Regions from separate parts of the Mus musculus genome. Here region 2 is linked to region 1. Evidence: chromatin contacts called from public HiChIP or PLAC-seq data. All regions are on one chromosome and are shown on one strand. The core of a region is the stretch at or near the end of the contact, and the rest is flanking DNA. Distances in the headings are between cores, read along the strand shown. Region 1 overlaps Rnf141 (ring finger protein 141). Region 2 overlaps Mrvi1 (MRV integration site 1).

Evidence for each region. HiChIP or PLAC-seq counts read pairs in DNA pulled down with a chosen protein or histone mark.
Region 2: an H3K4me3 HiChIP or PLAC-seq map of the 230-238 cell line shows a contact between it and region 1, with 18 read pairs. The contact joins two enhancer-like sites. A contact is called at or near these places in 2 of 39 promoter capture datasets (both in embryonic stem cells), 6 of 15 datasets of contacts at CTCF or cohesin (the G1E-ER4 cell line, the NIH/3T3 cell line, embryonic stem cells and 1 more), 71 of 484 Hi-C or Micro-C datasets (3T3-L1-derived adipocytes, the AtT-20 cell line, B cells and 37 more), 26 of 115 datasets of contacts at active chromatin or transcription factors (the 230-238 cell line, CD4 single positive thymocytes, CD8 T cells and 15 more) and 5 of 9 other capture datasets (adipose tissue, bone marrow-derived macrophages, liver and 2 more).

Annotation. Positions count from the first base shown.
Region 1 is chr7:110,820,661-110,826,645 of GRCm38.p6, reverse strand. It overlaps Rnf141 (ring finger protein 141), which reads left to right. Exons shown (of 6, transcript NM_025999.3): 4 at 1,248-1,429; 5 at 5,285-5,392. Among named protein-coding and RNA genes, the nearest start is that of Rnf141, 21 kb to the left of the region's middle. Within about 2 kb of position 2,290, at least 125 of the 459 cell types and tissues checked have an H3K27ac peak or open chromatin away from gene starts, as enhancers often do. A contact at or near this core is called in the 230-238 cell line, the G1E-ER4 cell line, the NIH/3T3 cell line and 2 more, where this site is marked.
Region 2 is chr7:110,948,176-110,954,160 of GRCm38.p6, reverse strand. All of the region lies in intron 1 of Mrvi1 (MRV integration site 1), which reads left to right. Among named protein-coding and RNA genes, the nearest start is that of Mrvi1, 31 kb to the left of the region's middle. Within about 2 kb of position 3,475, at least 36 of the 459 cell types and tissues checked have an H3K27ac peak or open chromatin away from gene starts, as enhancers often do. A contact at or near this core is called in the 230-238 cell line, the G1E-ER4 cell line, the NIH/3T3 cell line and 2 more, where this site is marked.

The sequences.
Region 1 (5,985 bases), core at 1,041-3,540:
GTGAAATCACAAAATTCAATTGCTTTTTGTAGTTTAATGTAGCATTCTGGCTTTAGTTTATATGTACGAATTAGAGCATAAATATATATAAGAAAGGGGCTGAAGAAAAAACTCAGTTGATAGAGTGTATTGCATTTGATCCGCAGAACTCATGTTTTAAAAAAAAAAAAAAAAAGCCAAGCATTGCAGGACTGAGGAGGCAGGGACAGGTAGATAGATCCCCGAGGCCTACTGGTCTGTAAGTCTGATAGAATCCGCCAGTTCCAGGTCAAGTAAGAGAACTTCAGACAGATAGCAAATTCAGACAGACATTACAGTGTCCTGAAGAACGATACCCAAGGTTAACCTCTGGCCTTTACAAACTCATGCACATACAAAAAGGAGGAGGAAGAGGAGGAGGAGGACATGTAGTTACTATCATCCTTTCAGTTGTCACAGAATAGCATAAATAAATTCTTTATTAAAAATTATTAGCTTGTAATGTAGGAGCTGGACCTAGACAACACCCCCCCCCCCATGAGTTTGTAGCAAATGTGCAGCTTGGTCTTCATGTGAGTCCTCTAACAAATGGAGCCAGGCGGTATTGCTCTCTTTTCACTGCCATTGGATCTCCTCCTACTTGCACTGCCTGGTTGGGCCTCAGCGGGAGAGGATGTACCTAGTCCTGCTGGGACAAGATGCTGCAAGGTGGAGTGGTACCCAAGGGAGGGGCTTCCCTTCTCTGAGGAGAAGAGGAGGGAGAAATAAAGGAGGGATTTGGAAGAGAGGAAGGAGGGGAGCTGTGATCGGATGTAAAGTGAATAAAAAGGAAGGAAAAAGGGAAAATTACTAGCTTGTAATGATAGTACATGCCTGTAATGCTAACAACACTCGGGAAGCTGAGGAAGGGGATCTCCAGTTCTAGGCCGGCCTGGGCGACAGACCAAGCAGATGTCTCAAAAAGAATGAATTAAAACATCACAGTGAAAAGTTTCAGTAATCTCTAAAATTAATTTCTCAACTCCAGGAAAGTCACCTGATGTTTCAACCTGAGATAGGCCAGTACTTGATCAGCCTTGCAGGGTTATTTTAGATATCAGATGGGAAAATTTAGTAAGTTCTCTGATGAACCGCACAACTGAAGAAAATGTATATGTTCTTTTATTTAGACTCCTATTTTTCTAGGTATATTGTGCACTGCAAAGTCTGTTTCCCAGGATATTGACTGACTGCTATGTGTCTATGTTCCCCTCTCCCTTTGTTTCTAGATTAACAAAAGCAGTGGCATTGTGGAAGCATCGCGGATCATGAATTTGTACCAGTTTATTCAGCTCTATAAAGACATCACAAGCCAAGCTGCTGGAGTGCTGGCTCAGAGCTCCACCTCTGAAGAGCCTGATGAGAACCCATCCTCGGTCACATCTTGCCAGGCTAGTCTATGGATGGGCAGGTGCGCGCCACAGGACAATGAGCAGGCAAAGCGCTAAGATCATAGTACACCTTCCCTAGCGCTCTATGACCCCGTCAGTTCTCATGTCTCAGCCTGTGGTAGGCAGGTCAGTTTTAGGTTAGTCTGCCTTCCGTTCATTTCAGTCCCAGATTCGCTGTCAGCTCCCTGCCCAGGAACCCACGCTCTGTCTCTTACGTTTGGATAGGAAATACTGATGCCTTCCCTTTAACAGATTTTTAAACAGTCAAAGTCCTTTATAAAATTAGGTCCAGAACTGGAACCATTCAGAAGTTATTTAATTGGAAGTTAAATTTTTAAACATTGTCTTTAGGCCTTGGTGTCTACTCAGGGAAGAAAAGCAGTGGTGCACGTATGGACGCTGCACAGCAGGAGGAAGTGACGTCAGCTGCAGTTTGCCATGACAGTGCCTGTTCCCTAGGGCCTCATGTATGCTGTTCCTTCTGAGCTCTCCTCCCATGCTTTCGGTGTGTGAAAGCTCCCAACTGTTGCTGCCTGATGATGTGACGTAATTCAGTTTGTAACTACCTCATTGGAAAAAGGCCTCTATGGCTCCAGGCATGCTAACATTCTGTCTCACTGTGACTGGCACTGGTTGGTGTGATGCAGAATCTGCATCAACTGTGTCCTCCTCAGAGGTAGGAGTGTGTCTGACAGGAGTTTCAGTCTATTGCATTGCTTCAGTTACAGCTGCATTTTCCCTTCACTTGTAATCAGCTGGTTTCCTCATCCCGTGCTGTGTAGTTGACTTGTATTTTCCATTTGAACCTCACTGTTAGGTGTACAGTGGGCTCTGTTACCAGCCTGTTGTGTGAGTGTCACTGTGCTGTAGCAGTGCTTAGGCCTGTCAGAGGTCTGATTTTTCTGCTCTTTCCTTGTCTCAGTTCAGAGTGGTAATCTTTTTCTAAGTGTTTTGAAAGCTGAGAGTGGTTTTTTACTTGCCTCTGTAGCCACACCACAGCAAGTAAAAAGTTCCTGTTGCGGTCATCTTCAGGAAAGGGGTGAAAGTGTGACTCAAAGACTGGAAGCAGCGCCAGCTGGTTGGGTGAGCCAGCACTTGGTTTCATGTGTTGTGAGCCTCCAGTGGTACCCTGGGACCCAGGTCATAGAAAAAGGCCTTTGCAAGTAGGAGAGTCTGGGGGCCTTCTGAGTTTTGCTTTATGTTAGATGTGTGGTTCTATTAATGGCTAGAGTTTGTGGAGGACTTGCAGTTCATTAAACCCTGCAGTGACTCCACGGGAATACAGTTGATCAGACGAGGAAGCAGGTTTAGGAGAATAAGTGCATGACTAGACCCTGACATGGCTGAGCCCACTGACACATTTAGCCCATTGCAGCTTAGTGGTTTGGAGGAGGAGCTGGAGATTGGCCAACTCTGTGGTGCTCTGATGCCACTGATCCCAGGGGCTGCTCTGTCTGTCTGCACTATCACGTCTGAGCCATAGTTCACCAAATGGAAGGAAGCCAGCTTGTACTTACAATGCGTTACTACTGTCCCCCACAGCTCTGGGAGATTCACTCCCTCAATGAAGCAATCTTTTTCTCACCCAGATAGCTTTACTAGTGTGAAAGTTTTCCTTTTCCCTTTTACCTCAGAGTAGTCTGACCCTCTGGAGGCAGCACAGCAAAGGCCCTAGAACCAACTGGCCTGTGCTCCAGCCTTCACTCTTCTCTTTCATCAGTTCCTCACCTTTTAAAGAGGATGAGAGCGATGTCATGTGCCCCAGAGGGCTGTCGGCAGTTAATTGAGTTAATAGATGGGACACACAGCGGTATGTGTGGGCGAGTTACCTGTCACCATTATTAGTAAATCATTAGAGTGCCCTTGAGTGCAGAGGCCATGCCCTCTGGAATTCTACCCAACAAGTGTGATCTCTTCTGCCCTTCAAATGTTTGAAAACTCCTCAAATTTCCATTGAGCCTTGCTCTCCACAGTAAGTGTCTCCAGCCTTTGTTCACGTGGTTCTCCGTACCTTAGGAGCATCGAGTGGCTGTCCTGTCCCCGTGGTGCTGGAAAGGTAGCAGACAGTGTGGGCATGGAGTACCTTCCTCCAGCAGTCTCTGTCTCATTCTTCTCGGGCTACAGTGCTGTTTTTATATAGTCATCTGCTCCCAACTCTGAAACTTTCCTGTCAGAACACTCTGTCACTCTTTGGGGAGTCTGTTGTATTTTCTGTCCCTGACACCCTCAGGTGAAAATTTGAAGCCCCAAAGCAGAAATGCTAAGTCAGTGGATCTGAAAAGGCATTAAAATGTTAGATATGTATATAGGTGTTGATATGTTTATTTATATGTGACTGATGTATTGTGTATATGTGTGGATACACAAATGTATGTGTGAGCACACATATCAGAGCCATATGCATGTAGGTTTTCACCCATTTCACTATTTCAATTCAATGGGCATGCTTTTCTCCACAACAGAAGCAAACATGAATCTGTTACCTGACCTTAATGGTATGTCCGTAGTAATGCTCCTTAATCCAGCCCCAGCTGCCTCAGGAGCACTGTGAGACGAGGTTCTACCTGGTTTCCCTCACTGTCAACTGCCCTTGCTCTCCACTCAGTTAACTTCTGAAGTCCTGTATCAGCAGGAGCTCATGCTGCCTCGAGTTTGTCTGTTAGAGCAAGTTCAGAGTTAGTATTTTGACATTAAAAAATCAGATTGTCTTTGCTATATAATCAGTCTTTTCCTCTCGGTTTAACTCATGAGCATCATGCAGCCTTACACACGCACATGCACACAAATGCACACATGCATACACACACACACACACACACACACACACACACACAGGTTTCATGTTTTCTTTTATGCCTCCATGACTTACTTTATGATCTGTCAAAGTCCTGTGATTTTTTTTTCCTCTCACGTTTCCTAAAGTACTTACTTGACTTGGCACATACTGTTCGTGCTGTACATTTGACACTTATTTATTTCAGGTCAACAAGTTCCAAGTGCTATTGCCGACTTTCATGCTGTGCTGTAATTATAGCAGGGAATGGAAATTATATGAGACACAGCTCCTACCCTTAAGGAGAGTGGGACTATACTTTGAAACATTCAGTTTTAAACAACGGGAAAGCTCAAAGAATAAAACATTGAAAATCACTTTTGGAAACATTACATTAAAAAAGCTAACCTATGGAGTGACTAACCATGGAACAGCTGTATGCAATTTTTAAATCATTTAATTGAGGGAGAAGTTGGTTTTGAGAGCAGAAGGAAATGGATATTTTAAGCTGAGCTGCTGGAGTTGGAATTGACTAAACTCCATGAGCAAATGAGCAGGGCTCCTGTGGCGCTGGCTCCAAGCCAGTGTCAGCGAGTCAGCGAAGGCTCTCTCTCCAAGCTCCCTAAGTTGGAGCTGTGCTCCAGCCCTTCTGTGTTTTCTCTGGAGTCTGATACTTAGGCCACTCCTGCCATTTCTCTCCAATACTGCAGGGCCACTGTAAGGCCCTGAGGAAGAGGCATCCATGTGTCCCTTATGGCAAGTACATTATATACTGGTTGATTTCCTGTAAATTCAGTATGCCTAAAATGGACTGAGTTATTTCGGAAAGACTTGAGTTTGCAGTTTTTGTTCAGATTTAGTTTTCTTTAACCTGTACAGGGTTTATCTTTTATAGTCTTTAGAAACTTAACATCAGTGTTTCTTCCCTAATAGATTTGCTATGCCCAAAAGATGGTCATTTTGGTCTGGCTTTGCTCTGCACATTAGTCATTGTGTGATTTATACTGTGGGTGTTTGCTGGTGCTTTGTAAGGCAGTGAGACAAAGTAGGAAGCAAGTGCACAGAGACTGCCATTGTCCAGCTCCGTTGTCGTCACACTCAGGGTGAAGCAGCTGACTGATGAGGAGGAGTGTTGTATCTGCATGGACGGGCGAGCTGACCTCATCCTGCCCTGTGCTCACAGCTTCTGTCAGAAGTGCATTGATAAATGGTAAGTTATCCGCTGCCCTTGGAGATAGCACAGGTCAGCTGGGACTGTAACTAAACAACTGGAAACACAACCATGAGAGCTTTGCTCTCTAGTCCTCTGAGTAGTCCTCTGCTGTGCTGCCCCCTAGCTCAGTGAAGTGTGGGGATGCAGCAGGGCTTTGACACATGGACTTTAAGAGTCTTGATGCCTGATTTGGATCTAGAATCGGGTTTGTTTGGGGTTTTTTTTTGTTTTTTGTTTTTTATGCCCCTTGCCCCCATAATTCTCTATATGTGTGTGAAGGAACCAAATTCTCAACTGTGGAATCTGGAGGGATATTAGGTCAGCTATTTAAAGTCTTACAAGATAATAGACTATCTAGGAGACTTTATAGTGACATTCAGTAAGCTACATGTATCTAAATATAAATGCTTTAATTTATGTGCACACTCATGAAAGCTGTCACAACATGAAGAGCAAACCCATCAGTCCCAGAATCACCTGAAGCCTGGTTCTTAGGCAGCAATTAATTGCTTTCATTTGCCAACAATACTTTGGATTTGCTAGACTTTAAAGCAGCACCACACAGAGTGTTCTCTCTGTTGTCTAGCATC
Region 2 (5,985 bases), core at 2,226-4,725, 130 kb before region 1:
TGTCACTAATGACAGCAGAGATGAGGTGGACAGTGGCCTGTCAGTGACCGTTCTCCTCTGGAGAGCACAGGTCCTAGTGAGACTTAACAAGACTCCAAGAGAGTGGCCGAGGAGTGACGCCCTTCAGTTTCAGCTAACGTAGTCTATCTGTACTGGTGTGTGTGTGTGTGTGTGTGTGTGTACGTGCGTGCACATATGTGGGTGAGCATGTGTGTGTGGAGGCCAGACCAACCTCAAGTGTTGTTCCTAGATAACTGTTGTTTTGAGACAGGGTCTCTCTTCGGAACTTGGAACTTGCCTGTTAGGTTAGGCTAGAAAACCTAAGAGTTGGCCCTTGTGAGCCAGGGGGCCAGTTCCTAAACCCCACCACAGAAGCTTCTCTAAAACACAAGGACTAGGGTTCAAGTTCAGCCAGACTTAATAATTCTCAGATTCATCCACCTGGGCAAGGCAGAGCCAATCCCGGAGCCTGAGAGCGGTCCTGACCCTCCATTTATTCTGAGCATCCCTTGGGGGCCCTATTCTTTATGGGGTCTCTCAGAGCTTGGCAGACTGAGTAGTCCTTGACTCCAGTGATGACTCATGACACCCTGGCATGAGTGACAGGGGATGTGTCTCTGGACAGCCAGGCACAAAGGGAACTGGGTAAGATTTATATCTGCTTGGAGCCAAATAGGAGGTTCAGCTACTTTGCTGCCATTGCCGGTGCCTTTGAACTGCCTCAGATTGAGCAATCACACATATTTCCAAGAAGAAAAAAAAAGTTTTCAAGCAGACTTGTTTTTTTAAAAAAAGAACTGCTGAAGTGAACAAGCTGGAGAGGAAACCTGGGGAGATGCTTTGGCTTATTTCCTGTCATGATGGGGAGGGGAAGTGGGGAGGGGCAGGGAGGTCTGGCCCTGGCCTGAGCATTCTTCAGAGGCTGAAGGATGTAGAACATGGATAACCAGGGCTGTCCCAAGCCTCCCTGTGCTCCAGGAGCCTTTGCAGCAAGGACTTTCTAAGTGTCAGGGCAGGAGAGAACATGGCATTACTCCTGATGGGTATGCATCTGTGCCCTTGTACAGATGGTGTGCCCTTGTACAGATGGTGTGCCCTTGTACAGATGGTGTGTCTTGTACAGATGGTGTGCCCTTGTACAGATGGTGTGACTTGTACAGATGGTGTGCCCTTGTACAGATGGTGTGACTTGTACAGATGGTGTGCCTTGTACAGATGGTGTGCCCTTGTACAGATGGTGTGCCTTGTACAGATAGTGTGCCTTGGTTTGTAGGCGATTGCTGGCTGTAGCAAACAAATGGATGGGCAATCACAGGGACACACTGAGTTATTCTCAAGGCTGCCACAGGTCTGGGCACTGAAATGACTGGGCTGACCCAATCATGGGATGTCACAGCCTCCAGAGGATGTCCCTGAGCATGCTCTATTTTGACATACCTCTTTGGGAATCTCTTCCTTAGAGTTCTGTCTGAGAAACAGGCTCGAGACTTCAGACTATGGACTGCTCACCTTCCAAGAGAATTGGGGAGCTGGTCCCTCTGGGACACCCCAGCCTCAGCACTGTCACTGTCTTCCCCTCACCCCATCATCCTGGGGAAGGTGGGTTGCTTCTTCTTGAGTTTGTCTCCCCCTTTTTCTTTTTCTCCCCTCCCCCATACTTGTATAATCACATTTAATCACAAAACCCACAAGGAAAGCAGTTGCCATGTGAGGTCACTGTGAGAATGACAGGGAATAAGCATCCGAGAACCTAGGAAATTTGCCCAAGCCACACTGTGAATGGTTCTGCTTTTCTTGACTGTTTCCAGTTTGTATCACACATTGATAAATCTACTTGTTAGTTATTTGTGGTTTTTATACGGCCTTTATACAATCACCAGTCTGCCCTGCTGTGTCTAGCTACCGAAGCAAATGCTTCAAGTTTCTTATTTAGCTCTTAAGTTTTCTCTTTATGGGACTGAAGATCAACACTCAGGTCTCAAGCTAGCCAAATGCTCTGCCTCCAAACTTATCCACTTCTGTATTTTTAATTTCAAGACAGGGTTTCACTAAGTTGCCCTGGTGGACCTCGAGTGATACATCTTTTGTTTTTAGATCCTTTTCCATTCTGTCCGAGGCTGACAAGACAGAGCCAAGACTCCTCCTTTTCCTACTCTCTCATATGTCTACACACCCCTTCCCCACACGCACATACACCCCACAGACACACACAAGAGGAAGAGTAACCTGAGGGAGATAACTCAGTGGCACTCCTGTCTTGAGGAATTCTCTCACTCCCTACACAGCCAACAAACATGCTGGTTCCAGACTTTCCTGGTGTGGTCTGGCCTATTCTGAGCAGGACTGGCTCACTACAGACACCCCAGGAGTGGATGGTGTGGCCAGAGAAAACAGGACCCCAGAATGATGTCCCAGACAAGGGAATATCTTAGGAATCATGTGTGCTGGAGATGCCATCCTTACTCCCATTCTTCTCATTAACTCAAATATATTTTCAGGGGAGAGTCTGGGAGCCCATTGTCAGACAGATGGTATAAGTGTTCATTCATGTCTCCATTTGTCCAGACAACCCAAGTGTGCGTGTGGCCAGTCACTGTGGAAAGCCTTCTCTTGGAAAGTCTTCTCTTTGGTCAGGTTTTGGTAACTGCAGCTGGGAGAACTCAGATGGCTATTCAGAGCAGGCATGGAAAGTTCCAGAAAGCATGTTAAGTCTGCATGTCGCAGGCATTTACGACTCTAACTCTTACACCAATCCTAAAAGCTCCACACGGCCACCTTCTTTTTGCAAATGAGAAAACAGAGGCCTAGGTGTACTGACCCAGCTAGGTAGAACTAGGAGAGTTGCAACTGTATCTGCTGAGCTCTTGCAACTGTATCTGTGGAGCTCTTGGATTCTTTTACAGCATGCAGGAGATATGCCCAGCCCACTCAGGGTACAGGACACAGCTCTGCAGTTGGCCAGGCCATAGAGATTCTGCCCAGTACCTCAGGATCATCTTAGTCGACTGAGGACATTCTGAGGCCACCCAGGGTGAGGACAAGAAAGAGGATCCTCTCTGCTGTGAGTGAGACCATGAGTAGAAGGAGGATGAGAGGCTCTGCTCTCACGCGGGCTTGTCTTCTGCCTTCAGCCAGCCTCAGCAGGGGCTCACTGACCTTCCGTAGGTGTGGCCTTGGTCATATCCGCCCTCCCACCTCAGCTTTGGCTCCCCATCTGCAAAAGTGGCAATGGAAAGCAGTCTCCTGCCTCTCTGAATTTGTAGAGGGGCTGAGAGAGATGTGTGTGCACAGTTACTTCAAGCAGTCTCCTGCCTCAGCCTTTTGTCCAGAGAGAAGCTAGGCTGGATATTAATAGCAACCTAATCACACTCACATTCTTTGAGTGCTAAATGAAAGCAAAAATCCCAAGCTGGAAGAACAGAGCCCTCCCTTCTGAGAAGCCTGAGTCACCCCAGAGGGGTTCATGAGGCTTGCTTAACCCCTTGCTCCCCACAAGGACCTCTCAACTCTTCTAGAGGAACAGAGCTACTCAGAGCACACATGCACATGCACGCCATGCTCCTGGGACACTGTGGCTTCAAGTGAGGGGTTTGATCTTTTCTGGGCAAGTCACAAGGCTCTGAGAGAGGCCAGCAGGCTTGGTCCCTCAGGGAGCTGCAGAGTCAGGCAATACACTGGCATGCCTGCCACTGCCATTCATGGATGATGCCTTCAGTCCTCTGGCATCTGTCAAATGGGACTAATTGTGTTACCAGTGTCAGAACGTCCATTGCCACCTGCCAGGGAGGCTGAGAGCCCTGAGGGTATCTCTGTAAAACCTGTTCATGTCTCCCCCTGACTATTGAAGATAGCCTGGTGCTTAATGAGGTATGGGACTTACCAGGTGGGCCAAATTTCCTGTATCTACTGAAGTCCCGATGGCTGCTGGGAACAGAATAAAGTGTGGCCTTCATTGCCAGAGCCCTCCTGCCTTCCCCCACTGCCTGTCCCCTGACAGCCCGCAGGGTTCTAAGGCAGCTCTTTATGGGACAGAGCCCAGGCTTTTGATCTTGGCGTGAGGCTTCCTGGCATGAGTGGCTCAATGACAAGTCTCTGGACAGTTGTGTGACTAGAAGAGTAAGAAGTGAGTGAGGCTGAGTGCGCCGCCGCTGCCTCTTCCTCGCACAGTGAACGAACACATCGTTACACCACATACCAGGGACACGAAGCCTCAAGCTGTGGACCTTCTCTGAGCAAGTACACATGTGGGCAAGCTCACATTTGCAGGCCAGAGGCCAACCTCAAATGACGGTTTAGTCTTCTTCCTTGTTTGTGGCAGGATCTCTTGTTTGTGCTCCATACACCAGGCAAGGTGGCCTACCAGCCTCTTGAGTTTTCCTGTCTTCTCCCCCTATCTTTCCTTAGAAGCAATGGGATCACGGATGCCTGCTGTCACACCCAGTGCTCTGTGGACTCTGGAGATTTGAACTCAGGTCCTCATGCTTGTGTGGCAAGCACTTTACCTATGGAGCCATCTCCCAAAGCTGGACCCCTTACTTTACCCTCAGAAGACACTTGGCCTGGCAACCAAAGGCTTAGTGTTACTTCCCCTCCCCGCCTCCGGGAGCTTATACCCCACTTCTCCCTCCTGGAGGGGAGCCTTGCACAAGGCTTTTTGGCTGTCTCCTAGGTAAGAGAGAAGATGGCGCCTTTGGACTCAGACTTAGCAGCTACACGGCCTTGTTGATTGTCTCCCTGCTTCAGTGCTTTATTGTATTAGATGAAAGTAATAAAGCTTACAGAGAAGGGCTGGGGCATAGCTCAGTCGGGAGAAGGACAGCTCCAGGAAAGGTTCATGAGCCCCTGCTCCTGGGGCATGAGTGTGAGGCTGGCGTTTGCTTGGCATGTTCAGGGCCTTGGGTTCAATTTCAGCATTGCACAAAAACAAAACTAAATAAACACACACCCTGTCTTGTAGGGGTTAAGTATGGCACGTGACCATACACAGTAGTGTTGGATACTCAGTAAGGAAACTGGTGTATGGATGCTAAAGGTATATTGTTTTGCTTTTTTTCATGAAGCAAATGAAATATCTAAGGATAGTTTAGGGACCCTTAGCCTCTTCACTTACACGAATGATTGGATGGTTATCCCAACAGAGGCTCTTGGGTAGTTTGTCTTAGGTACAAAGGTAACTGAACCCTGTCTTGTTTGTTTCTCCCTTCTATGCCTCAGTTTTCTTCCCTGTAAAATGGAGCAGGTTCTGTTTAACTATTGGTAAGAGGCCAGATGAATAGACTCCAAAGAGCCGATTGGTTCTTGGCATGACTCACATAACCTGACCTGGCTGGAGAAGCATCAGGAAATATTTGGAAGTGGATTGAAAGGGAGGCAGGGAGACAAGCATGACTCAGTGTTCTCTCCTTTTATGGGCTGGCACTCCAGATCATGGCTTCCTGGAGGCTGTATTCCAAACTGTGCTATGATGGATATGAGGTCCACATGCCCGTTAGCCCCCGCAGACCCCCCAGATGTCACCCTGGGGGCCTGACTGGGTTTTTAACCTTGCTATTTTGAGCAGTGAGTTTATAATAATGGATGGGAAAGCACACGGAACCTGAGCAGCGTGGGGATGGCCTGCAGCAGGGCTGCAGGGATTCCCACAGAGCCTCAGCAGCTCCATCTTGTTCACCTGTGGGGCTGCAGCCAGCCTCCATCCTGCCTCACCCGCATCTCCAGGTGTGTCTGACCTCATTCATGACATTTTGTTTCTGGCTGGTCTGGGAATGGCAGAGGTCTGTCTTCAAGAGAGGGAAGGGGGGGGGGGTTAGAGAATGGGATATTTCTGGTAGACCTTTATAATCCTAGGGTCTCTAAATGGACCCTGGGCTAGGAGCTCCTTGTGGCTGGTTGTGTCTAGATACAGTCTGGGGCTTCAGAGTAGGAAAAAGCCATGGCGGTGCTTGGCATTCCTGTGACCCCTGAAGCCAGCCAATATCGAAAGTC